Regions from separate parts of the Mus musculus genome. Here all the other regions are linked to region 7. The links are chromatin contacts, called in public Hi-C, HiChIP or PLAC-seq and promoter capture Hi-C maps. All regions are on one chromosome and are shown on one strand. The core of a region is the stretch at or near the end of the contact, and the rest is flanking DNA. Distances in the headings are between cores, read along the strand shown. Region 1 holds the start of Stx11 (syntaxin 11). Region 2 overlaps Utrn (utrophin). Region 3 holds the start of Sf3b5 (splicing factor 3b, subunit 5). Region 4 overlaps Utrn (utrophin). Region 5 holds the start of B230208H11Rik (RIKEN cDNA B230208H11 gene). Region 6 overlaps Utrn (utrophin). Region 7 holds the start of Epm2a (epilepsy, progressive myoclonic epilepsy, type 2 gene alpha).

Evidence for each region. Promoter capture Hi-C pulls out the DNA fragments that hold promoters and counts their contacts. Hi-C and Micro-C count contacts between places; a contact is called where the count stands out from the background. HiChIP or PLAC-seq counts read pairs in DNA pulled down with a chosen protein or histone mark.
Region 1: an H3K4me3 HiChIP or PLAC-seq map of embryonic forebrain shows a contact between it and region 7, with 9 times the contacts expected there. The contact joins the promoter of Stx11 here to the promoter of Epm2a in region 7. A contact is called at or near these places in 5 of 39 promoter capture datasets (cranial neural crest, embryonic stem cells, frontonasal cranial neural crest and 2 more) and 3 of 115 datasets of contacts at active chromatin or transcription factors (embryonic forebrain, embryonic stem cells and stem cell-derived neural progenitor cells).
Region 2: an H3K27ac HiChIP or PLAC-seq map of embryonic stem cells shows a contact between it and region 7, with 5 times the contacts expected there. The contact joins the enhancer-like site here to the promoter of Epm2a in region 7. A contact is called at or near these places in 5 of 39 promoter capture datasets (cranial neural crest, hippocampal neurons, liver and 2 more) and 4 of 115 datasets of contacts at active chromatin or transcription factors (astrocytes, cardiomyocytes and embryonic stem cells).
Region 3: a promoter capture Hi-C map of embryonic stem cells shows a contact between it and region 7, with 6 times the contacts expected there. The contact joins the promoter of Sf3b5 here to the promoter of Epm2a in region 7. A contact is called at or near these places in 5 of 39 promoter capture datasets (cranial neural crest, embryonic stem cells, hippocampal neurons and 2 more), 1 of 484 Hi-C or Micro-C datasets (cortical neurons), 6 of 115 datasets of contacts at active chromatin or transcription factors (embryonic forebrain, embryonic stem cells, forebrain and 3 more) and 1 of 9 other capture datasets (embryonic stem cells).
Region 4: a contact with region 7 is called in a promoter capture Hi-C map of cranial neural crest. The contact joins the enhancer-like site here to the promoter of Epm2a in region 7. A contact is called at or near these places in 3 of 39 promoter capture datasets (cranial neural crest, hippocampal neurons and second pharyngeal arch cranial neural crest) and 2 of 115 datasets of contacts at active chromatin or transcription factors (embryonic forebrain and forebrain).
Region 5: a Hi-C map of forebrain shows a contact between it and region 7, with 2.9 times the contacts expected there. The contact joins the promoter of B230208H11Rik here to the promoter of Epm2a in region 7. A contact is called at or near these places in 5 of 39 promoter capture datasets (cranial neural crest, hippocampal neurons, liver and 1 more), 3 of 484 Hi-C or Micro-C datasets (the N1E-115 cell line, embryonic stem cells and forebrain) and 6 of 115 datasets of contacts at active chromatin or transcription factors (SST interneurons, astrocytes, embryonic forebrain and 3 more).
Region 6: a contact with region 7 is called in an H3K27ac HiChIP or PLAC-seq map of embryonic stem cells, with 18 times the contacts expected there. The contact joins the enhancer-like site here to the promoter of Epm2a in region 7. A contact is called at or near these places in 12 of 39 promoter capture datasets (the C10 cell line, cranial neural crest, embryonic stem cells and 7 more), 8 of 484 Hi-C or Micro-C datasets (the G1E-ER4 cell line, cortical neurons, embryonic fibroblasts and 2 more), 7 of 115 datasets of contacts at active chromatin or transcription factors (embryonic forebrain, embryonic stem cells, neural progenitor cells and 1 more) and 1 of 9 other capture datasets (embryonic stem cells).

The regions. Positions count from the first base shown.
Region 1 is chr10:12,962,112-12,965,887 of GRCm38.p6, forward strand. It overlaps Stx11 (syntaxin 11), which reads right to left and starts at 2,148. Exons shown (of 3, transcript NM_029075.1): 1 at 1,889-2,148.
Region 2 is chr10:12,552,886-12,556,444 of GRCm38.p6, forward strand. The region is part of intron 50 of Utrn (utrophin); the gene reads right to left. Among named protein-coding and RNA genes, the nearest start is that of Gm25139, 190 kb to the left of the region's middle. Within about 2 kb of position 1,961, at least 24 of the 459 cell types and tissues checked have an H3K27ac peak or open chromatin away from gene starts, as enhancers often do. A contact at or near this core is called in embryonic stem cells, where this site is marked.
Region 3 is chr10:13,006,465-13,009,873 of GRCm38.p6, forward strand. Sf3b5 (splicing factor 3b, subunit 5) reads left to right here and starts at 1,986. Exons shown (of 1, transcript NM_175102.4): 1 at 1,986-2,719. The coding sequence starts at 2,159. The coding sequence ends at 2,419.
Region 4 is chr10:12,574,900-12,578,652 of GRCm38.p6, forward strand. The region is part of intron 50 of Utrn (utrophin); the gene reads right to left. Among named protein-coding and RNA genes, the nearest start is that of Gm25139, 210 kb to the left of the region's middle. Within about 2 kb of position 1,347, at least 5 of the 459 cell types and tissues checked have an H3K27ac peak or open chromatin away from gene starts, as enhancers often do.
Region 5 is chr10:12,921,452-12,925,192 of GRCm38.p6, forward strand. It overlaps B230208H11Rik (RIKEN cDNA B230208H11 gene), which reads right to left and starts at 1,676. Exons shown (of 3, transcript NR_038028.1): 1 at 1,123-1,676; 2 at 158-266. It overlaps n-TLtaa3 (a tRNA gene), which reads right to left and starts at 1,202; the gene lies at 1,120-1,202.
Region 6 is chr10:12,606,352-12,609,817 of GRCm38.p6, forward strand. All of the region lies in intron 50 of Utrn (utrophin), which reads right to left. Among named protein-coding and RNA genes, the nearest start is that of Gm25139, 240 kb to the left of the region's middle. Within about 2 kb of position 2,145, at least 22 of the 459 cell types and tissues checked have an H3K27ac peak or open chromatin away from gene starts, as enhancers often do. A contact at or near this core is called in embryonic stem cells, where this site is marked.
Region 7 is chr10:11,341,740-11,345,083 of GRCm38.p6, forward strand. It overlaps Epm2a (epilepsy, progressive myoclonic epilepsy, type 2 gene alpha), which reads left to right and starts at 1,706. Exons shown (of 4, transcript NM_010146.2): 1 at 1,706-2,029. The coding sequence starts at 1,732.

The sequences.
Region 1 (3,776 bases), core at 898-3,397, 1.6 Mb after region 7:
AGTATCTTACTGACAAGTGTGGTGGCACCCACCTTTAATATGAGTTCTCAGGAGGTAGAAGCAGGCAGACAGATAATTTGTGAATTCTGGGCCAGCCTGGTCTGTGTGGTGAATTCCAGGCCAGCCAGGGCTACACAGTGAGACCATGTCTCAAGTAAAATAAATCAAAATATACTACTACTATTCTGGAACTTTCTATTTCAGAGCTTGGGTAGCAAAAATCATGGGAGTCAAGCCAGTCCTCAGATGGGGAGCAACTATTGTATCAACTGGTGAGTAGACAGCTGCTAATCACTCCTAAGTCACTCTGGTGTTTAAAAGAGTGCCCCCAACTGCCCAGGGATGATAACAGAGACTGGGTTTGCCTTTACACAGCTGCTAAGTAATGTGAAACATGGTTAATTCAAACACTTTAAAAGCCATGCCTTCCTAATGGGCTTTTAAATCATAGACATATGCTAATATGCTTTTTAAATCATGCATGTATTGAATGAAAACTAGGCTGCCAACCAAGACAAGCAGATGATGAGAACCCAGACCTTCCCTTGCTGTCCCAGCAGTGATCCAGGATACTCTGATCCCCCACACTGGGGCACCTTCTTTGGGTATAAATTTCCCATAGCATCCATCTCACGGTGTTGGATGTCCAGGAGAATCTGCTCAGCTGTGGCCCTGGCTGCCAGGATAGCATTGTGTCCATATTGCATGCATGGACCTGGATGAAAAGGCTGGAACAGACCAGAACCTTGCAACTGCTGTCTAAGGCTGACCTCAGCTCAGCCAGGATATGCAGTTATTCCTGTCTCTACTGAGCTCCTAGATAGGGAAGTCTATTTCTTAGAGCCTTTATCCAGCCTCAGGGAGACTCAGCATCTTAATGTCTGGCTCCAGCAACCATCTACTTTCTTCAAAAGCTTCTATATGTTTTTTTTTAAGGCACTAATTTGGTAAAAATAAACTTTCTGAAATATTTTAAATTTCAGAGTAACTTACAATCACTTCATTAAATGTCCAGTTTCTACCAACTAGTGAAAACAACAGCCAAATGGTTATTGGATAAAGAAATTAATTTTCTCTTCAGCTTCTGTGGGAAAGCACATGATTTTAAGGGTTTATCTCAGATCAGCCTAGTGACCCTAGCTGGCATGTTGTCCCATCAGGCGCTCTAGGAAACTGAAAACTTGAATAGTTACTTCCTAGGCCGCCTGCCCCAGTTTGACAGTACCAGACTGAATCTTCGGTCTTATTCAAAGTACAGGAATCCAACCTCACTTTTCAAAAGCGTATTAACAAAGCCTTGCAATTGTAGTAGACTTGTGACTCATTTGTGGATACCCGTGTAGAAACAACAGCTCCTCCCTCTGCTGAGAAATGGCTCTAATAAGTGTGAGAGTCACAGGAAGTAAAACGCAGGTCTCAGCTGATGTTCGCGGAGCCAAAGAAGCCAACAGAATTCCGTGGTGTGGTTCTCTAAGCAAAGCCATCAGATCGGTTTCCTAAAACAAACTACCCCAAATCCTCCGTGGGAGCTGTTTCAACGCGGTATCAGTGTTCCTGTATTTCCTGGCTCCTGAGTCATACTGTCAAGTTCAAGTGGAGAAGTGTCCATTCTGATGTGTTAGAGAAAGTGGCGACCGAACTGAATAAAACACCTCCATTAAATAAAAACAACAAAAATTCAAAACAGAAGTTGCCTCAGGAAGCTTCAGAGTCAGTCTACATTTCTGAAGCACTTCTGATAACGCATTATATTCTTAAACATAAAAAAAAAAAAAAAAAAAAAAAAAAAAAAAAAAAAAAAAAAAAAGCTCTCGGCTCTAGGTGAGAAACCCAAAGCCTCGTCCTGAAGGTACCTAGAGGCACAGAGGGAACCACACCCCAAACCCACCTGCAGCTGCGCAGCATCCCTGCCAGCGCGGTCCACCACTCCAGCCAACCCCGAACCTGGGTCCCCGATGTCGAAAGAGTTAGAGAGCTAAGCAGACTCGCGGGACAAAACGAACCGTGATCCTGCGGGGCGCTGATCCAGCGTCCGGACGCCGGGAGGACACCGCGGCGTGTCCCCGCGGCTCTGCCCCCTCCGCTTCTTGCTGGCCCGGGCTGCGCTTCTCAGCCGGGGTCCGAGCCCTGAGCCGCAGGGCCGCGTCTGGTGCTGCTGGCTCCGCCCCTGCCGCGCTGAGGCTGCACAGCTGGGGACCAGGGCCCCGCCCCGGGGACGCCCTCGGCTAGGCGCGCAGCTTCCCGTCCCGACTGGGGTCGCCACGCTGCGGGTTGCTGGGAACCTAAGCACGAGCCTTCTTCCCCTCCTGTGCACCCCGAGATGCTGCGGGCGACGGTGTGGACCACCCGGGAACTTGCTCTTTCTTCTTCCTTGCTCTGGGATGGAGAGATGGGCGGGGCGGGATCCATCGGACTTTCCGCGGGAAAACCCCTCAGCGCGGATGACTTTTGCAGTCCAGAGTAGTTCCGAAACTAGGGCACTAGAAACCGTTTCTGAGCGTGGGTGTGGCTGCGCCAGCGGGGACCCGCACGACTGCCTAACCCGAGGTTGTGGACCACGTAGACACTGAGCCCCGCCTTCCACTAGCCCCTTCCTGCCTGCTGTCAGTGGGACACCCACAGGAGTATTGCCACGACCTTGTCCTCGTTGCCTGGCACCCTACTGGGGGCTCAGAAACAGAAAAGGGGCATTCTGGCTAGGGGGTGGGAAACCGCTGGACAAACAAGGTAGAAGGCTAGCCATCAAGAAACAAAGAAAGTATGAGAGGAGGGGCTGGAGAGATGGCTCAGTGGTTAAGAGCGCTGACTGCTCTTCTAAAGGTCCTGAGTTCAAATCCCAGCAACCACATGGTGGCTCACAGTGGCTCACAACATCCATAATGAAATCTGACGCCCTTCTCTGGTGTATCTGAAAGACACAGCTACAGTGTACTTACATATAATAATAAATAATATTTAATAAATCTTAAAAAAAGAACACAGGAAGAAAGAAAGATGATATGCATTGATAGGAAGCCACCGCCAGAAGAATTTGAGGAACAAGGTGTTACGGTAACCCAAAGTTATCCATCTAATGTGAAATGACCGATGAATCGATCTACTAATGTAAGGCCAGGTAAGGCCAGAAAGACAAATCTCCGGGGCAGAGCAACTTCAGGCAACTTAAGCAGAAACTCCACTTTCATGGAAAAGAAGCTTGTCTCTGCACTCTAAGTGTGGGCCAGCCTGCTCCTCACCTCAACAGAGGACTGTATGGAAAGGAGACGGAAAGTAGTTTTTACCACACACAGAGCAGCCACACAGTTCACCCAATACACAAGGTCAGATACTTAAAGCCAGGTAAAGGTAACACTTTATCCTTGGGGCCTTTCTCCTCCATGCCCCAGCCTTCTGTTTTGTTTTGCTTTTCATTTGTTTTGTTTTGTTTTTTTGAGTCAGGGTTTCTCTGTGTAGTCCTGGCTGTCCTGGAACTCACTCTGTAGACCAGGCTGGCCTCGAACTCAGAGATCCACCTGCAAGTACTTGGATTAAAGGCGTACAGCACTGTCTCCCAGCTCACCGTAGTCTTATCATGAAGGAAATATCCAATGAAACCTAGCAACCCAACACCCTTAAACCTCCCTAGCTATGGGCCTGGGTGATAGCTCAGGGGATAATGCAGTTACCCTTTAGCTCGAGGAGCTAAGATTCCCCACAACCTACATAAAAATGTGCCTGCAGAGCCTTGGTGAGGCAGGAGACCAGCCAGGCTTAAATCATTGGGAAGTTCCCTGCCA
Region 2 (3,559 bases), core at 711-3,210, 1.2 Mb after region 7:
ATGATAAGGGTGGGTGTTGGGAAATAAAAAAAAAAAACACCATTCATAAGAAAAAAAAGTTACTACTTTAGATGTTTCCATAGTTCATGGCCAGAAGGTTTTAACAGTTATGGTAAAAGCACAAAGAGCTTTTTTTCTTCCCTGGGAGAGTGGGGAAGGGGTTCAGGGGCAGGCCCGCCAGCTGATCCACTTCTGAATTAGCCAGCCAGGTGCAGGGGTCAGCTTTCCACGGCCCTCTAAATAGTTAAGGATTCAGAGAGCACTATAGTAGGTTATTCAGAAAATAATACCGAGACAAGTTACTGTCCCCAAAATATATCCTTCCCGAAAACAATGCAGCATCAGACAAGGGTAAAATGCTCTTAACAGCCAAGCCTCAGTGTAAGCGCATAGGACAGATGTGGCCACGTGACATGGAGCTTTAAGAAGAAGGCTCTGGAAGGTTTGGCAGCTTTGTGGGAATGCCCAGGTTAAAGAAATCAAAGTCTGTACACTTTCCACAGGAAGCACAAATACAGCGCCCCTAAAGACAGAGACAGTAATTTTCTTTGTTTATCTCTCTCTACTGCACCCACCCTCTGATTGACATGCTGTGTCTTTGCCTGACTCCTTTCTATGGGTGTTCTGCGCATTGAGCTCTACACTGGTTCTTTGTTTCTTCTCCACACTCTTCTTCTACCAAACACAGTCAGTCAACCCAGACCATGACACAGAAAATTGTGGGCTGTTTAGAGTTCTGCCTATGCCTGGCAGAACTAGGGTAACCACTCCATTTCCTGAAGATTACTAGAAACTGCCCAGTCTGGGGACAGAGGATAATTTTAAATGCTTATGACCTTTGACACAGAAATTCTACCCACAGGAATTCACAATAAGCTCCATTTGGACAGGAAACATGTAAAGAAATGATGGCAGATTCACGCATTAAGGAACACAGAAAAGTGGATAGGCTGGCAAATAAATAGTGCACAGAGAGAAATAAGCCATATGTGTATCTTCAAAGGGGAGGAGGATGATAAAAGCTTTATTTAGTAATAATCTATGGTAAACGGAACAATCAAATGATAGAAATAATGGCTATCACTCAGAAAAAATGTAGAAATGGACATGGAGAGATAAAATTTATCTTAAATCTCCTTGATTTAAATTGAAAAACATTTTTTTACCTGATCATGTAATATTTTTTTTCACACAAAATGAAGTCCACTAGAACACTCCCAAGTAAACCATGTTCATCCTTTTAGGTCGCTCTCCATACCACAATGGCAGCATCATTTTACTTGACAGTTAATAACACAGCACACAATCTTTCCCCCCCCCCTCCCTGAAAGTCTCAGAAGTTTTGAAGTGCCAGATGGTCCACCATTCTAACAAATCAGCCCTCAATAAAAACTGGCCTCAGCAGAACAGGGTTTACAAATGGCAAACTTTTCTAAAGGCCACAAGGACAAAGCCCTTTTGTTCTGAAAAGTTACTCTGTAACCAGCAACACCTGCTTATTTAAATGATAACTGTGTCTAAATAGGCAACTATATCATTCTAGCTTCTCTCTCTTCAAAGTGATCTTTACTTCTGTTATCATCAGATACATGATACTGTATGCTATACATTGTGTGTGTGTGTGTGTGTGTGTGTGTGTGTGGTGGGGATGGGGAGGGGGTTACCCCCCAGGAAACCATCACTTGACCTCTCCAGAGGGGCTCAGTAGTCCCACCTTGTTTGCAAAGAAGGAAGACGCAAGGTTTGCCACTAGGACAACCACCACCCCTGCCAGACAGGTTACCTGAAAACCCATTTATGATCAAAGTTATCTTAGGAAAAAAGGAAAATATCATGAACCCTGCTTGTCTTGATGTGCTAAGATTACTATTAAAAAAGCAAAAGTACTGAAAGAAATATCCCGTGACATAGTCAGCAGCCACCTGCTGCTGTACAGAGAGGGTCGTACATGTGTCATTCCTGCCTCTGCGTAAGAAACTGTCAGGGCAAGGGGTACTGAGAGCGATGTTCACATCAGGAATCTGACTGAGCTCATGTTTCAGCTTTATAATTAGATGATGGCGTAAAATAATCCGTTAAAAGCAACACCCTGAATCTAGTGGTCATCCCACTCTCAATTTAAAAACAAAAACAAAAACAAAAAACAAAAAACAAATTTCTGAAAGGTCCTGAAATACAGCTACTTCGCAAAATCTTTTAAGACTCATATAATGAATTTGAGATGTCACTGTTTGATTTATAGCGTAACTTTCACCCCTACTGATCACTAGAGTTATCTGTATGACCTGTTGAGATACAAACCCCAAGTCTGGACTAATTGATCCAGTCTACTAGCACTCAGTAGACTCACTATACAGTATTAAGGATGCTACAAGAACTATATAATACCAAAAAGCATGAAATCAATTTAGAAGACATACATGCAATCTAAAGGTGACTGTGAGAATTATTAATTTATTGACAACAGGTATGTCATCCTCTCCAAACTCATCAGCCCAACCCCCAAAGCCACCAGCTTTCCTCTAGCCATGGTGTCGATTCTTTCTTGCTCAGCTAACTGTGAGCACCAGACTCTCCACACACAGGACAACAGGTTAGGATGGTTAAGACCATCAGTGTGTCGGGCAGCGGCTCTCAACCTTCCTAATGCTGAGACCCTTTAACATAGTTTGTCATGTTGTGTTGACCCTCCAACCGTAAAATTATTTTCATTGCTACTTCAGAACGGGAATTTTGCAACTATTATGAATAGTAATGTAACTATCTGTGTTCCTGGGGATTTTAGGCAACTCATGTGAAAGGAGTTGCGACCCACAGGTTGAGAACCACTGGCTTAGAAGATAACTTTCTTATTACAAATCATAGGGGCACAGTCTTCTATTAGGACAGTTGGAAAAGTAACCAGAAACTTTCGTAATTATGAGATGCTAAACTAAATTCATATTTGAATTATATTCCTCATCTGTTTATTTTACCCCAGCTCTTAGACATAGTATTTCTCATGAGACCAATAAAAAAAAGTATAATATTCAGCCATTTCATCTCAGACACTAATCTGGTTTTACAAGCCTGGAGCCTTTGCCTGAATCTTGATTTTTGTGTGAAGAGTGTCCCTGTGACACTTAAGCAAACACTTTTATCATGAAGGCTGTTCAGTGGGGCCATATATAACTTCTTACTAATGGCAACAAAAACATCATTTAAAGTAGAACAGATGTAGTTGTTACAGGATAACCAAGACGTTCCTATAATCCCATGGGACACAAGGAGTAGCTACATTGAATGTTTCAGGGGCCAGGGCTCTCGTAAATTTTCATGAATTTTTAAGATAGTATAGAAACTTATTTTGAGAAGCCTAGTATGTGGTATTTTTAATATCTCTGCACATTTTTATCAGAGTGTTTACAACTTGGTAGGAGTGACTATTATTAGCAACAAAATTTTAAAAATAAATACATGCTACATAAACATTTATTACTGATTACAAATTATTAAAATGCAATATTAACTAATAAAATATTTATCACAGCAGTGAAGCGATTCCTAATATAGCAACACA
Region 3 (3,409 bases), core at 736-3,235, 1.7 Mb after region 7:
TTCTTGCTATGGCAGAGCTAGCAAGGGACACTTGACTCTCAATGGATGCATATGAGTGCGACTTCTTCCTAGGCTCTTTTGACTTCAGGAACGTTTTCATATTCTTAAGCCACACTTAATAACACTGGCGTCCCACTAGTTTTTTGTCTTATTTTTTACTAGAAGGGTGTTCATGGGGATCTAATTGTCTCAGTCGGAGTTCCTATTGCTGCGATGGACACTGTGACTGAAAGCAACTTGGGGAGGAGAGGAGCCGAGAAGAAATGAGTGAAGAATTTAAATCCGCAATGGACAGCAGCAGAAATACAACAGACCAGCAGGGTGATGCTGGCACACACCTTTCACCTCAGCACTAGGGAGGCAGAGGCAGGAAGATCTCTGTGACTTTGAGGTCAGGCCTCTATGTGAATTTGAGGCCAGACCGGTCTACAAAGTGAGTTCCAGGCCAGCCAGGCAGGGCTACACAGAGAGACTCTGTCTCAAAAACCCAACCCAACAAAACAAACAAACAAACAAACAAACAAAAAACAATAACAAAACCCCTGCAAACCAAAAGAAACGACAGTGAAACAGTAAACAATTAAAGGGTTAAAATGAAGCCTGACAAGGTGACTAAGCCTCTGATAGATCACTTCAAAGTCTGAAGCAGGTGCAGAGAATTTGAGTCCCTGTCTCAATAAATAAATAATAAGAGACAGGTATAGTATGGCTGGATGGCATATCCACAGGTATTGCCGTATAGTCTCTATATTTTAGGAATAAGATGTGTATTATGTTGTCTAAGTCTTGGTGTTGGTTGGTTTTATTTTTTTTTGAGACAGAGTTTCTCCTTGTAGCCCTGGCTGTCCTGAAACTAGCTCTGTAGACCAGGCTGCCCCTGAACTCAGAGATCTGCCTGCCTCTGCCTCCCAAGTGGTGGAATTAAAGGTGTGTGCCACCACCACCTGGCATGATGCTTATTATGACAAAATTTAAACAGAAGAATTAATATTGGATGGAGCGGAACTCACCTCTAATCCCAGCATTCAGGAGGCAAAGGCAGGAGGATTGCTGTGAGCTCAGGGCCAGATCCTCCCCCCACCAAGTAAACAAAAGTACCCCCAAACTCCTGTATTTTCAAATTGTCTGTCATTGTCCATTCTCTTTGGCTGTGACTGCTCTTACCCCATTCCTAAAATGGTTTTTTGAGAGTACAATCTACATCAGGCTATACATGTATCCTTAAGGGATACCATAAAAGAAGTACAATTATCTTTTCTGAGTTGTTTGTAACGTGAGAAAGTGCACAACCCCCAACGTAAGGCAGTAATCAGCAGAAAAACACAGGTGACTAGAAAGAGAGGTGTTCTTTCTATCTATCTATCTATCTATCTATCTATCTATCTATCTATCTATCTATCTATCTATCTATCTATCTATCTATCTATCTAGTCTTGAACCACATCTGACTTCAAGGAATAGCTTTTGAGTGACCTAGAGCAAACAACCCCTCAATGGGTTGAGAAACGGGAGCCTGGAGCTCGTTGTGGGAGCCATTAGTGAGACTACTGGGGCTGACACTGATCACCAAAAATACTTTTCCCAGTGCCCAAATTCTAAGAGACAAAGCTGGGACCGCGGGGGAACCATGCTGCCACGTTAGCTTCTAGGTACAAGAGTTAATTTTCCTGGTTGCTTGTAGTTGAAACCCTCTTGGATTTCCCCTTCTTAGTAGCCCAGAGCCGTGGGATAACTCTCAGAGGCCGTTTGCCATCGTCCTACAGCAGCCAGGCAAAAACAAAACAAACAAAACAAAACCCTAAAACAAACTCTTTGGACTACTTGTTCCAGAATGCAACGCTCAGACTAGAACGTGATCACCCGAGAGCCACTAAGCGGACCATCATGCAACACTCTTCGAAGTAGGCGGGCTCCGTGAGGAGACGGCCCAGTGTTTCCTAGGCAACTCCAATCCCGCGACAGACGGCACTTCCGCTTCCGCCTAGGAAAAGACTGTCTACTCCTGCGTCTCGGTGGCGTCTTTCTCCCGCGCCTGCACGAACTGAGGTTTTGCGTGGCGGCGGCGGCACCGGCAGCGGCAGCGTCTCTCACTTGAACGCCGCGAGCGGCAGCTTCTCGTCTGTGTCCTGACCTCGGAGCCTACGAGCAGAGCGGCGCGATGACGGACCGGTACACCATCCACAGCCAGCTGGAGCATCTGCAGTCCAAGTACATCGGCACGGGCCACGCCGACACCACCAAGTGGGAATGGCTGGTGAACCAGCACCGCGACTCCTACTGCTCCTACATGGGCCACTTCGACCTCCTCAACTACTTCGCCATTGCCGAGAACGAGAGCAAAGCCCGCGTGCGGTTCAACCTGATGGAGAAAATGCTGCAGCCCAGCGGGCCGCCCGCGGACAAGCCCGAGGAGAACTGAGGTGAGCGCTGCCCAGTCTTCCCCGTGTGCCGGCTGCGAGCCTCCTTGCTCCTGCATCTCGACCATTCCGTGTTGGCTGTGTCGCCTGACCTGCGTACCTGTGGAGGATTCGGAACAAGTCATGGAGAGACTGTCCGGGTCCGCTCCTTGTGAACTGTGCAGAAGGAGTGATCCCAGCATCGGCAAGCGAGGGAGAAGACTGCACGAGAGTGATGCGCATTTCGAGTCTGCTTTTCGATAGTTGATGTCTTCTTGCCTTTTTAAAAAACCATATATATATAAAGTTTAGGGTTTGCTCTATTCTTTGGTATGGATTGCTGTGTTCTTTGGGAGGTTATTAGGAGAGGGTTCTGTGGATCAAGGTTTTGTGAGAGTATAAATAGGAAATGGGGGCAGAAGCACAGGGCAAGTCCTTAAGTCGTCACACACACTTTTATGATATTATCCCACCTCAATAGTCTTCACGCGTACAGTGTGTCTGGTCCCAAAGAAACCTTGAAGCGCGGAGATTGCCCATATCCCTTTCCTACCCTTCCCTTTATGCGCTACCCCTTACCCCTTTTTCTTGATGATTACCCTTTGTGTCTTCAGAAATGATAAACTGGCAAACAAGTGGTATCACGTCCCCATCCTGCTCAGCGCCCCATTCCCCCCACCCCTCTTCCCTTTTCACCAGAGCATTTTCCAAAGGTTTGAGGGCATACATTATGCCAGCTTGAAGAGTTTACAACTTTAAAAACCATGCTTACAATGCTACTTTACTGAGATGTCATTTGAGAACAGATTTTAAGGAATCAAGAGAAATGGCCATGCAGGTGTTTTCCGGCCAGGGCAGAGGACCCAAGAGCAGCAGTGTGTTTGACTTACTGAAGGAAAACCATAAAAGCAGTATGAGTCACCAGCATACCAGTGTGGTGGTGCACACCTTAATCCCAGCACCCAAGAGGCTGGGGCATCTCTTGAGTTCAAAGAATGTGTTGGTGCACACTT
Region 4 (3,753 bases), core at 97-2,596, 1.2 Mb after region 7:
AAGAACTCATCAGAGTCAGTAATTAGCCTGTAGCCTGTCCGCTTAGGGAGCACGTGGCAAGCGCGGTTAGGGTACCAGGCTCTGCTCCTTTAATGGAGACAGTGCTGGCAGCACTCGATTCAGTGTGGCTACTATTTAAGAGCAGGGAGGAATTCCATGGAGGAGGCACATACAGCTTGCAGAGACCAGAAATTCTCTTCAATGAGTTCTTTGCAGTGATTATTTAGAGCGCCTGTGTTTTATATGCTGTTCCACCTGCATTTTGTGTTTTAAAATAAAAAGCAAGTCAGGTGTGATGGTTCTACCACCTAAGCACATGGGAGCCTGAGGCAGAGGGATCGAAAGTTTAAGACCAGGGTGGGACACAAAGGGAAAAAAACCTCTGTAGGGTTTGTTATTTGTTTGCTTGGTTGTTTGCTTGCTTTTAAAATACAGACTAGAGAATATGTTAGTCAGTAAAACTCTTGCATAAGGAGCAGAGTACAAATGCCTAATACCCATGTTAATGTCAGCCAGCCTGCTTGTAATCTCTGTGCCTAAGAGGTGGAGACAGAAGGTTTCCAGAGCAAGGGAATGAGCTATAATAGCCATATTGGAGAACTCTGGGTTCCTGTGAGAGACCCAGTCTTGATATATAAAGTAGATAGCAATTAAAAAAAAAGACATGAAATCAATCTCTGGCCTCTACACACATGTGCACATGCATGCATCTAACCCTTATAAAGGCACCTGTGCTCACAACACAGGTATACACATGCATGAGCATACACACACACACACACACACACACACACACACACACACACCCCGCTAAGCCTAATACAGTAACTTAGTCTGTAAGAAGACAAAAGAAACTAGTATTGGTGTCTATCCTTCAAAACTGCAGCTCCTATCAATAATCAGGAAGGGGTTTTGATTCCCCAGCCTTAAAACAAAACATGCATTCTATCTTTTGCAAAATGAGAGAAAATAAGTAGGGACACATGAAGTATCTGCTTACAAATGCAGAGTATTAAAATCGAAGGTAAGCAATGAGACTGGTGTCTCATGGCCAAGGAACAAGATCTTCAAAGACAGAAGTAATTGCTGCCTGCTGTTGTTCATATTCAATGTGTGTGTGTGAGCGCGAGTGTGCGCGTATATATGAAGAGAGTTACAAGTTCAATATGCCATTTTTCCATACACCTGGAAATCATGAGTCAATTTAACACTTGTAGAACCGTATTTCCATAGCCTAAAGGTTTATGCTGTTTTAAAAGTAAGGAGCCCAAACAGGATAAAGGCCCTGATTAGTTAATCCAGTCCTTAGCTTCAGATGTCAACCCCCCCCCCCCAGGATGGGGAGTAGGGCAGACCAGGCTCCTCTTACGGTATATAATAGGAACTGCCAATCATGTGATCTATAACCCACAGACTCCAGGAATCTTCAGTGAAAATTGAAGTTCATTATACAGCAAGAAGTCTTAATCGCAACATGCCAACTAAAATGAAATCAACAACATATTTCCACATGCTGGGGGACCACACAGTTTAGAAAAATGAGTTAGTAAGTTGGGTTAGTCCAGTGCAGAGAGCAACAGGAATGAAGAAAATTTCCCAAAGCATGTATGCAGTGGGAAGGAGCAGAAAGATGGGGGTTGGGAGGAGGAGAAGCAGCAGCAGCAGCAGCAGCAACAGCAACAGCAGCATTGAAAGTTTAAGTTCTAAAGCAACATCATGCACTGAACTTCTAAAGAGCTGAGCTTTGCAGAAATGCTTCTGGCATAGAAACCAATAATTTCAGGTTGACGTTTGAAGCACTTGGAGGTCACACGTGTCAAAGAATAGGTAGAGATGTGTGGCTCAGTGACAGAAATGGGGCTTAATATACATATAGTTCCAGAATCTACACCTGGTATTAAATCTTCACAGAGGGCCTAGAACCTGCCACTCCCCTCCCAGGGCTAAAATCATGAAAGAATACTACATAAATATAGATTTTAAAAGAACTGTATACTGAGACCAGACGTAAGAGATGAAAAAAATCAGGTTAAAAGTCTTGTTTACATATCAAAAAGACTGAAAGTAGTGATTCTAGAAATACTTGTTAACCAATGTTCACAGCAATATTGTCAAAACAGCCGGGAGGGAGAAATAGCCCAGTATCCACCAACAGATGAACCGATAAGCAAAATCTGTCACATGCATAATAGAACAAAATCCATACTGAAAGAAGAAGGAAATTCTGACACAACCTAGATAAATGTTAAGGGCACCGTGCTCAATAATAAACAAACCAGCCACAAAAGACAAAGATAAATATTTTGTTTTCCTTTATGTGGTGGACTTACTGCAGTCAGGATAGATATGGGGTATAGAATGGGGGTCTCCAGGGGCTGGCATCAGAGGACATACTGTTTAAATGGGTAGAGAGTTTCTGGTGTGGATGGTGAGAATGTTCTAGAAACAGATGCTGACCGCTGTCACATACCACAGTTAATATACTTAATGCCACTGAAATGTGCACTTAAAATGGTTAAAATCCTAAATTTTATGTCTTTAGCCCAGTTTTATAAATAGATATAACAGTGAACTCCTATAATCTACAGAGGTTCCTGAAAGCTTTACAAACAAAACCCATGTATTACGGACCCTATGCTAAGGGGATTTTAGGTATTTGTTGAGTTGATTTTTAGTGTCATGGTAAATAAAGTGGAAAGATGAGAAGTAACAGGCAGGTTTAGTTATGTAAATCTGAAGTTTTATTAAGGTTTTAAATGAGTTTTCAATACTTAACATATCTTTTAGTTAAGACCTTTCCAAGTCCATATTTGCTTGTCTTTGAAGATTCAAGTCATTAAACATCACTTAGCAGTTATAGTTAGGCTTGAATTTCTGTGATATAGTTATAAAACATTCCCTAAAGAGAAATGATTGCTCAGTCCATGATTAACACAATGCTTTTTAGCCAGAAATGATCCCTAACAACCTCATTCCACTTTCAGGACTAGGCTTTTTTTTAAATAAATAAATAAATAAATAAATAAGTAAATAATCTCCATTTTTGCTTATATTTTTAAAATACTTAAGCCTCACCTGATACTGCTTGATACTCTTATTGTATAGAGAAGATGGAATGTATTCTATTCAAATCCTATTCAAATAGACAAGGTGTGCACATAAGTTTTGTTCTGTGCAATGGGAGTTGGTTCTGGCAAGGAGCAGATGGCTGAAGGATGGGAGACAATGTCCAGGGCTGAAGGACTGGAGAGAAATGTCCAGGCAGGTGGATTCACATGGCTTTTATTGTTACTTTTGCTCAGATTTGGTAGCTTTTCACTGACCACAGACACACTAATCTATCTCTGTGAGCTCTGCAGCTCCTCACAAGTCTCCTCTGGGGAATCCGGGTAAATTCCACTGCAATGACTTTAAAACTGTATCAGTGATAAGCCCAAGACAAGCAAAATGCCTCTTAGCAAAGTCCACATTTTCAATTCTGATCATTGAGTCAATAAGTCACAGGACTCAAATACACAAATAAGCATCACTCCGATTATCCTATCAAATGTCTCGATGGAAAGTTTACAATATAAAATATGACTCAAAGTAAGCTAATTAGACAGCTTTTCATATGCCAAGTGGCCCACAGGGATCTCTGCAGATATGATGACGGCGGAACATGGATTTTTTTTGTTTTGTTTTTAATAAATCTACCCTGCATTACTGCACTGTGGGCTTAGCACATGTGACAGGCCTGACCATGCTGCATTT
Region 5 (3,741 bases), core at 426-2,925, 1.6 Mb after region 7:
TATTTCAGTGATGAGTTATTCTGCTTAATGGAAGATCTTTTTTAAATAAATAAATAAAGATTAAAAGATTTGGAGGAAAAGTCAACTTCCTGTCTGTAACTTAAGACAGTTATTAAAAAACAAAAAAAAAAGATAAGGTTTATTCAAACAAACTTACCTCAAGTTTACCAGTAGGTGTCACAATTTAAATATGCTGATATCATTTCCCACAGAGTTCCGAGTTTTTCGAAAAATATTTTTCTACGACTCCAGATAACTGAATGGACCTGAGGAACACGTGAAAATAAATGATCAATGGTAATAACCAACGTTTCCGAGGTTTTATGATTGTAGAGAGGGGTTTATTTAATCAGTGTCTCAACTTATTCAAAAGGCTGGGGAGTTCCTTGAGCCACGCCTACAAAATGTGTTTAAGATCTTGGACTGCTTTGATAAAAAACACTTTTGGAGAGAATAGGGTGGCACACGCCTTTAATCCCAGCACTTGGGAGGTAGAGGCAGGAGGATTTCTGAGAGTTCGAGGCCAGCCTGGCCTACAAAGTGAGTTCCAGGACAGCCAGGGCTACACGGAGAAACCCTGTCTCGAGAAACCAAAAACCAAACCAAACCAAACCAAACCAAAACAAAAAAACCCAAAGAAAATAGGAGAAGATAAAAATCGAAAATATTTCAAATTCTGGGTCTTCATGGTCAAATGGTACATTTTTGAAAGACTGCATGTGAACACGTTAAACTTTGAGGGGGGGGGAAATGAAAAGAAAGGAAAGAAAGAAAACAAAGGGAAAGGAAGAAAAAAGAAGGGGGTGGGGAGCGGACAGAGGAAAGGCAAAAGCGGACTTGTTTTTTTTTTTTTTTTTTTTTTCTTTTTTCTTCTGTGCAAAAGTACTTTTGCAAAAAGTTAGCCAATACCAGACCTCTCCGGGGAGCCTCTTCCCGCCTGGCTCAGGTCGGTTCCTGGAGACACGGTCGCTTCACTGCGGGAAATTGGGCTGCCTTGTAGCAGCGCCCTATTAAGGATTAAAGAACATTTCTTTCAACTGAAATAAGACTTCTAAATTTCCAAAAGCTCTGGACCTAAAAACAACTGACAGACCGCGGCAAGGAACAAAACAGCAACTTTACCAGGAGTGGGGTTCGAACCCACGCAGACATATGTCCATTGGATCTTAAGTCCAACGCCTTAACCACTCGGCCATCCTGGTGCAGGCGTGCTCTCTTCTCTTTGCTGTTCCTACAAAGCTCACAATACCGTCCTCATTTTCCCCAGTTACTCGAGGATGCTTCTGCGCAGGCTGCGCGGCGCTTTCCCGACCCGGCTACAGAGACTCGGAGACTGCCGCCGGGGTTTCGCGCCGCCGCCGCCGCCGCCGCTCACTGTCGCCCCGAGATCTCGGCGGCAGCGAAGGAACTGCAGGAGCAGAGAGCGGGACAGAGCTCTGGGCCGGCGGGCGCCGGCTCTCCTTGCTCACTGTAGGTGCGCGGGCGCGACAAACAAACTCCACAGCTAACTTCTGGGCTCCGGAGCGGAGGTGGGAGGGGTCCCTCGGGCGGTGTAGGCACGGGTCCGCAGGGCAACCATCAGTGTGTTTCTTCTAAATCGAATAGGTTCCCGGGGCCCGGCACCTGTGCGCGCGCGGCTTTCCTTCCTCGCCAGTGTTACCACATGCCGGAAGGAGGTTCCGGAGAAAGAGGAGGTTCCGGAGAAAGCTGTGTGGTCAGGGCAGTGTGGCCCAATCCCCCACCCCCTCCCTGGTTGTGTAGACACTGTCCCCTTTGCTCTGCTTCAAATGCAGGGTCAAGACCTCCTGGATTCCTGCCACCCCTACAGCTCCCCTAGAGGGCAAACTCTTGTTTTAACTTGTCTCCTGTTTTAGCTCCCCTTTTGTTGTTGGGACAAAACACCCACAACAAAAAGCAATTTAGGGTACAGCGGTTTATTTGCATTACTTCGGCTGTTCCTCAAAACCTTGGCTCTACCCCAGGGTTCAGGCTAGGTGTTTCTGCAGCTGCAGGCAGGGAGCTGGTGGCTGAGCCTTGCTCTGGCTGTCCCACCTTGTCCCTCTCCCCTAACCCACCCCCATGTTTGGTTTATACAGGTCTGGTGGCTTCAGTCTTTGACTGTAAACCTAGGATGCACTGTTTCACAAAGTGCCCCACTGTTTCAGACCTCCCAGTGGCTCCCTCAAACATTTTCTCAGTTTCACTGTAATGATCCAACTGCTCTACCATCTCTCACAGCTCTGTGACCCCCAGGGAACACCCAGCTTTTGGTTCTCTTGAGTCCTGGTTAAGTCTGACCGGACTCCTTACGAAGGAACTCTACTCTAGCATCCAGACAGCTCCTGTCTATCTCCCAATGGCGGGAACTCCACTGACCTTTGCCTGACCATGTTCCTCAATAGTACCTTTAGGGCATCCAGGGTAAGCACTCAGAGAAGTACACCAGAGAGCCTAGGTCCTCAGGCCTTGTTCTCTGTGCGGACACTGTGCTAGAGTCTGGAGGCAGCCTGTGGAATGTAACATGGGGTCAGTAACATGGGGTGATTACCTCACCAGGTGATCAGAGAGAGGCCTGAAGCTGCACGCAATGGGTGTTAAATGCAAATGAGAACATGAGAACATGTGCACTCTATAACCCAAGCATTGCTCTAAGCTCCCTACACACAGTTTTGTCTAGCTTGATTTTTTTTTTTTTTTTTTTTTGAGATAGGGTCTCACTATGTAGCTCTGGCTGTCCTGGAACTCTCTATATAGACCAGGCTGTCCTTAAACTCACAGAGACCTGTCTGTCTCTGCCTCCTAAATGTCAGGGTTAAAGGCTTAGAGTGAGTACCACTCTTCAGGGGCTCGGTTAATTTTCTTAATAACTGTAATGTAGGCGTTCCTATCCTCATTTTGAATGAGGCCATAGAGATCTCTTGCAGACTTGCTCAACTAAAGGAAGCCCCCTGCCTGCACTGCTGCTGTTGCCCGGGGCTGCAGAACTTCTCCACCAACCCAGCTTTGCACCGGAGGGTTCTTCTCAGAAATATTCTTTCTGGTGCTCTAGACGATTGCATTTCCGTTTTCTGGCCTCAGTTCAGGGATGGGTCTGGAACACAAGTTAGTTTTTAATCAGAGTTGCAAGTAATCCTTGGGTTCCTTGGGAAGAGATGTCAGTCAGTCATCGATGGAGCATATCATATTGTGATAAGGAGTACCGTAACAGTCATTCACACCCCATATAGTGTTCTGTGATATGAGGAGCTCATGGAGCTACCTGCAGTTATTTAGCCAACAGCCTTCAACCATCAGGTGCTGCTAATGACTGTGTTTAAGTCTTCAGATTCCAGTCCCAGATCCTCAAGTGACATCCCCTCACCCAAAGCCACTAAATCCTCTAAGTGCCCAGAGGCCATAGAAAAGAAACCCACCTGGCCTCACTATACATTAAAAAAAGAAAAAAAGATGTATTTATTTACTATGTAAAGTGTTCTGTCTGCATGCCAGAAGAAGGAGGCACCAGATTTTGATATAGATGGTTATGAACTATCATGTGGTTGCTGGGAATTGAACTCAGGACCTCCAGAGGAGCAGCTAGTACTTTTTACCTCTGAGCTGTCTCTCCAGCCCCCATACATTTTTTTTTAAACTCTTGATTTTCAGTATCTGTGGACATAATAAAAATCACTATTGTTTGGCAATGCTTAAGTTTGTATGCTGAAGCGAAGCAGATCTGAGGCTGACAATCTCGGAGCATTG
Region 6 (3,466 bases), core at 895-3,394, 1.3 Mb after region 7:
AGGATTAGGGTCACCTAATTGCCTTTCCGAGTAGTACAGCTGGATGCCAGCACCTATGTTAAGCAACTCACAACTGCCTGTAACTCCAGCTCCAGAGGATCCAAGCCTCTCTGGCTATACTCATGTACACATCACTACAGACACAGACACGGACACACACACACACACACACGGACACACACACACACACAGAGACAGAGAGAGAGAGAGAGAGAGAGAGAGAGAGAGAGAGAGAGATACACACTTCAAAAATAATAAAAACAAAGCTTTAAAGTTTTAAAACAAACAAATAAAAAACATAAGAAGAAAATATTTTAAATGTCTTTAGAACAACTTAAATGAACTTCTGGGACTGACAAAGCTGGCACATCCCTGCACGCTGAACATATATGTGGTGCATGAGAACCACTGAATACATGACTTTCAAAACAGAGAAGATGCTTCACTAAAACAAGGTGCTCCACAGCTGGCTCCTTCCCACTTATCTTCTAAAGGCGCTATTATGTGTCTTAAATATGATGATAAAAAACTACATTTGGGTATGGAGAATTAGGCTTGGGGAATACATAATTCAATACTTGTGGTATTGAGACTCAAACCAAGCTAAATTATGAATCAAAACCCAGAACCAACTATATCAATTTGCATTAAAATGAGCCAATCCATCCTTTGTACAAAGCTGAGAAATGAATCCATTAGGGGGGAAAAAAAAAGCCTATAGAAACTGGAAACAAAAACGTTCATATAGCCAAAATAGTTTCAAAAATAATGTAGCTCATTGTTTTTCTTTTTTTTTTTTTCTTTTTTTTTTTTTTTTGGTTTTTCGAGACAGGGTTTCTCTGTGTAGCCCTGGCTGTCCTGGAACTCACTTTGTAGACCAGGCTGGCCTCAAACTCAGAAATCCACCTGCCTCTGCCTCCCGAGTACTGGGATTAAAGGCGTGCGCCACCACAGCCCAGTTGCTCATTGTTTTTTCAACTTCAAGATGAGAACAAGTACCTAGGCATGCCCAAGACTACGGGTGATGAAACATCTACACAGGGGATTTCCTTCCTAGTACAGTGAAAATACAACGAATGATAACTAAAAGAAAGTATAGCAATGACTTAAGCTACTTTCTCTTTCTTTACCCCTCAACCGCATGGTTCTTTGTAGCTCAGGATAACCACTGTGACCACCTGAAATGAAATGCAGAGAGACACTGAATCTGGAATCAGAAAACCTGTCAACAGTGCCAGTTAAATCATGTACTGGCCAAGCATCGCCTACTCTGTGCCTTCACTGTGGAGTTAAAAGAGCTTGTTTCTCCAGATGTTACATAGAACTGGTGACAATTTTCTTTCCCAGACAGATGATAGGTAGGAAGATAGATAGATAGATAGATAGATAGATAGATAGATAGATAGATAGATGAAAGATATGTAGATAGATGATATATAAATTAGATAGATAGATAAATAGAAGATATATAAATGGATAGATGATAGATAAAACATATAAAAATATATATTAACACTATCTTAAAAACACATAGAACGTTTACAATCCTATTCATTAGGCGTCTCTGTCCGTGTTTCATTAGACGCTTTCCCATGGAGTCTAGGGTTGTTGCTTTCCTGTTAATTTTTATTGTGCTGTGGTTTTCTATGTCAACAGTTTTTGTTTTCCTAGTCCTTTTACAGTAGGAAAAAATACAGACACCATAAATATGGCCTGAGAAGGTGGCTCACTGGATAAAGTGCTTGACTTGAGCTTGATTCTCAGAAACCACAGAAAAATGTTTGTTGGGTATGGTGGTGTGTGTGCACTGTCTTTGTAATCCCAGAGCTAGGGAAGTCTAAACAGGGAGAATCCACCCCAGTCTGGACAGCTTGGTGAGGTCAGGCCAATAAAAGATCCTGTCTCAAAAGAGATGGTCACTTTTGTGAATGTGGTGTTGAACAGGTATGGAGCCCATACACAAATGTATATAAGTGCTTGGCCCATAGGAAGTGACAGTATTAGGAGCTGTGGCCTCCTTGGAGGAGGTGTGGCCTTGTTGGAGAAAGTGTGTCACTGTGAGGGCAGGCTTTGAGGTAGCATAAGGTCAAATGTGGCTGGTGTGACACAGTCTCCAACTGCTGTTTGAGGATCCAGATATAGAACCCTCAGCTCCATGTCTGCCTGCACTCTGCCATGCTTCCCACCATGATGGTAAGGGACTGAACCTCTATACTGTAAGCCAGCGCAATTAAATGTTTTGTCTTGTTTTGTTTTTTTAATAAGAGTTGTCAAGGTCATGGTGTCTATACACAGAAACTGTCTACCAATTCTATAATAAACATGCACAAATATGTATTAGGAGGAGGAGGAAGAGAAGGAGGAAGAAGAGGGAGAAGAGAAGGAGGAAGAGCAGGGAGAAGGAGGCACCCACCCTGAAAACCAACACCTTCCAGCAACTGCAGGGAATTGCCCTTAGGGCCTTACATATGTTAGGCAAATGTTCACCTGGCACAATACACAAAGCTTTGATACTTTAACATTTCAATACAAGACAGAGAGTCACTAAGTTATACAACCTGACCTTCAGTTCACTCTACAAACCACCCAGGCCTGGAACAATCTTCCAGCCTCAGCTTCCCAGTTAGCTGAGAGTACAGAACCTGTACCACCAGGCCTGACCCAACTACTTCACTTTCCATTCTAGAGGGATTCCGTTCCGGCTTTATCAGGCCATGCTGTCACAGCGGCCAATTATTTATTAAGCATTAAAAAGCACTGTCCGCTTCTGTGACTGAGCTTTGTTACAAATCAGTCTTTCAGAACTTCACAGACCTGAACAAACTAGAAAAAGAAAAATGAAAAGCAATCCTCTCCCACACTCCACATCCTTTCCAACTTCAATTACTTGGACTCATTTACCTTGCCTGAGATGAACAAACTTCGAGCAAGTGAGAAAACGACAATGGTGTGACATTGTCTATATTCTCCTATCCCTGCTAATTGCTTAATTTCCAGAGCTAAATATAAACAACTAACTTCCCTTTGAAAGGCCAGCAGGGCTCTGCCGAGAACCAAGAGAAAGCGGTTCGTGCCTATAGCTTTCAGATCCATACATACAGGCTGGAAATTTCCATTTGATACTTAATAAACTGCACCCCAGAGGAAACACAAGTCATCAAGCTTTTAGTCACGATGACAAAATAGCATTTTCTGAATCTAGAGTGCTATGCCAGCTCTCTTCTCAGAAAGAACTTTCTGTTTACTCCCTACTGTATCCGCGTCAGTCACGCAGAGTTCCAACTAACGTTTTTTGTTCTTAAAGAACCACTTAACTTTGTGACCGGCATTTGGGGGTGGGGGTGTTTTTCGAGACAGGATTTCTCTGTATTTTCCTGGCTGTCCTGGAACTCACTCTGTAGACCAGGCTGGCCTCGAACTCAGAAATCCGCCTGCCTCTGCCTCCCAAGTGCTGGGATTAAAGGCG
Region 7 (3,344 bases), core at 456-2,955:
TGTAATTCTTTAAGGGATTTTTGTGTTTCCTGTTTAAGGACCTGTTTAGCAGTGTTTTCCTGTATTTTTTTCAGGGATTTTTGTGCTTCCTCTTTAAGGACTTCTACCTGTTTAGCAGTGTACTCTTGTATTTCTTTAAGTGAGTTATTAAGGCCCTTCTTAAAATCCTCTACCAGCATCATGAGATATGATTTTAAATCTGAATCTTGTTTTCGCATGTGTTGGGGTATCCAGGACTTGCTGTGGTGGGAGTACTGGGTTCTGATGATGCCAAGTGTTCTTGTTTCTGTTAGTAAGATTCTTATGTTTGTCTTTCGCCATCTGATAATCTCTGGTGTTAGATGTTCTAGCTGTGTCTTGCTGGAGTTTTTTCCTCCTGTGATTCTGTTAGCCTCTGTCAGCACTCCTGGGAGTCCAACTCTTCTCCTGAGGTTAGAGCACTCTGCAAGCAAGCTTTTCTCTTGCAGGGAAGATGCACAGAGGTCTGGAGTTCAGCTCTGCCTCCTGGCTAAGGATGAGGCATGAAGGGGCCCTGTCTAAGAAGCTCTGTTGCTTTTGAGGCCCTCCTGTTTTCCTGCTCAGACTGGTCTCTGAGATACCAGGGATACAAGTTGGCTTTCTCACCTTCGAGTCATGGGGTCAGGGCCCTCTCTGGTTGCTGACTCTCCTCAGTGATCCTAAGATCCTGGGTGTGCTAGGGCACCTGCATCATGGAGAGTTCTCTGGGGACCTTGGGAAGGTCTGCGGAGTTCGTGCCCAAGGTGGCCTGGGGCTCGCACTGACCAGAACGAACCCCAGCCACTCCAGACATTTCTTTATTCATATTAATAACAAGTTGAAGCAGCCTCCTCTGCTCCCAGAGGCCAAATAATGACACAGTTGTTTCTTGACCTAAAGTGCTAATATTTGCAAGAAGCAACTTTTATTTATTTTTCTGTTTTTTTTCCCCAAGAAGAAAATTTAAATAGGTTTTTATCACACACACACACACACACACGCACACACACACACATACACACACACAGTAGCTGGGCACTGGTGATGCAGGTTTGTAATCCAAGGAGCAGAGGCAGGAGAATCTCAAGAGTTTGTGGCCAGTCTGATTTCCACAGTGAGACCTTGTTTCTAAACTTTGTCATCTCACAAACAAGGTTTTCTCTTTTTTTTGATCTTGAGATCAACTTATACACGCTAAAAAGAGGAGGCTGAAATTTTGTTTTTCTCTTTAGTCCCTTTAGGCAAGGGAAAGTATTTTGTGTGTTTGATGAACGCTGGGTTTTTGTGTATTGAGTGGAGGGTCTCTAAAGAACATTATTCATATGTATTATTCCCACGTTATAATCAGAGGCCCATAAGGACTAAATGTTGGGGTGCTTGAATGAGGGTTACAGGTAAATCTTGGATCGGCAACTTCACTGAGGCTGGAGGTTCAGGCTAGACAACTCTTTCTTCCTTTGTTGACTTAGTAAAAGTGATTTCAGATCTCTGGGAAGACGACAGGACAATGTCGGGGTGTCGTTTTCCTCCCTCCTAGGTCCAGTGTGGGTCTCAGCCTCTCGCGAGCCCCGAATGCCCGCTTCCTGCGGCTGCAGCTCCACGGCGCCTGGGAACCCTGATCCCACGGCCGCGTGACCGGGCCACAAACGCGCGGCGCTGCACGTCTCGCGCCGCCCCGGAGCTCGCGCCGCCGCCGCTGCCGCTCGCCAGGCTCCCAGGACTCGGGCCACCGCCATGCTCTTCCGCTTCGGCGTGGTGGTGCCGCCCGCGGTGGCCGGCGCTCGGCAGGAGCTGCTGCTCGCCGGCTCGCGGCCCGAGTTAGGGCGCTGGGAGCCGCACGGCGCCGTGCGTCTCAGGCCCGCGGGTACCGCGGCGGGCGCCGCTGCGCTGGCGCTGCAGGAGCCCGGCCTGTGGCTCGCCGAGGTGGAGCTGGAGGCGTACGAGGAGGCCGGCGGGGCGGAGCCGGGCCGCGTTGACACGTTCTGGTACAAGTTCCTGCAGCGCGAGCCTGGAGGCGAGCTGCACTGGGAAGGTACTGCGCTCCCCGGCCCGAGGCCCGCACCCCGCAGCTCCCCGTGCACCCCGGCCGCGGCCTCGGGGGCGCGCAGCCCGCAGCTCGCGCGCCCCCGCAGCTCCCCGTGCACTTAACTGTTGGCCACCGCTCGCCCACCATCTTGACCCTACCCGGTTGCACAGCGATGCCCTGGTCCGGATCAAGACCCAGTTCCGAGGGTCTCCTGCCTTAGGCCTCTCTCTAATCCACTCCGAAGTGGCCCACCCCACACTACAAGGGGCCGCTTGCTGGAGGGAATTTTCCCTTAGATTTTTGAGACCGAATCGTGGGAAATAGCAAGCTCCTCCCCCAAAGTCAGGTCACCGCGATAGAAGACAATTGAGACATGACTTGATTTCTTAAAATATGTAAAGAGTAATATCGGTTGTAAAGAAATAATAAAAGTAAATAGCCACTTGTGATAGCACAAATCTGTAATCTCAGTACTTGGGAGGTTGAGGCAGGAGGATTGCTGGGAGTTCCCAGCCAGCCAAGGCTACAAAGTGAGAACTTGTTCCACAAAAATATTATAATAAGAATATATGATTGAAAGCAGCATTTCCACCATACAAAACCTAAACATATTGCCTGCATGCGCGCGTGTGTGTGTAACTGTTTGAACAAATATTGTACAATATATAATTTTGAGTATTTATTTTTTCTTTAACAATATTAATATAGCTCAGACTTATTTGCATACAGGTGTGTTTTACTTTTTAAGTGAAAAAAAAAAATACTGTGCAGCTGTTACTGTGCATTAAGGTTCCTTTTGGTTTTCGAGATTCTTGGATTGGAATCCAAGTGCGGTTTTCTTTCTAGCATTTGGAAATGTTTCTGTACAATGGATTTGGACAAGCCAAAATGTCGCCACTTTACGTTTCAGTAAGGAATGTGTTGAAAAATCCGTAGCAGCGTGTCCACCGACCACGCTGGGTGGATCGAGACAGCCTTTTCTGTGAAGGCAATGGGCGTGGTGGCAAACTGAACGTGTGTGGCTCAGTGGTTCTCAGAGTCCCGTGGAGGGAATGAATGCTTCTTGAGAAATTCGTATGGGCAGACAACCAGGCCATTAGCCAGTTCTTGTGGAAAACAAGAATGCAGAATAACAAAAAAACGAGACCCAAGAAAAGCACGTGGTTTACTGGGATCTGTTTATTCCCTTTGCTGGTCTTTTTGGCCACTCTTGGGTTTGATGGTCAGCTAGCACTTCATTATGTCAGATGTGAGAGCTGCCTGCCTTTGGCTGTCCTCCCTTTGCAGTGCATTTCTACTAATGTCACTGTGTCCTTTTTCC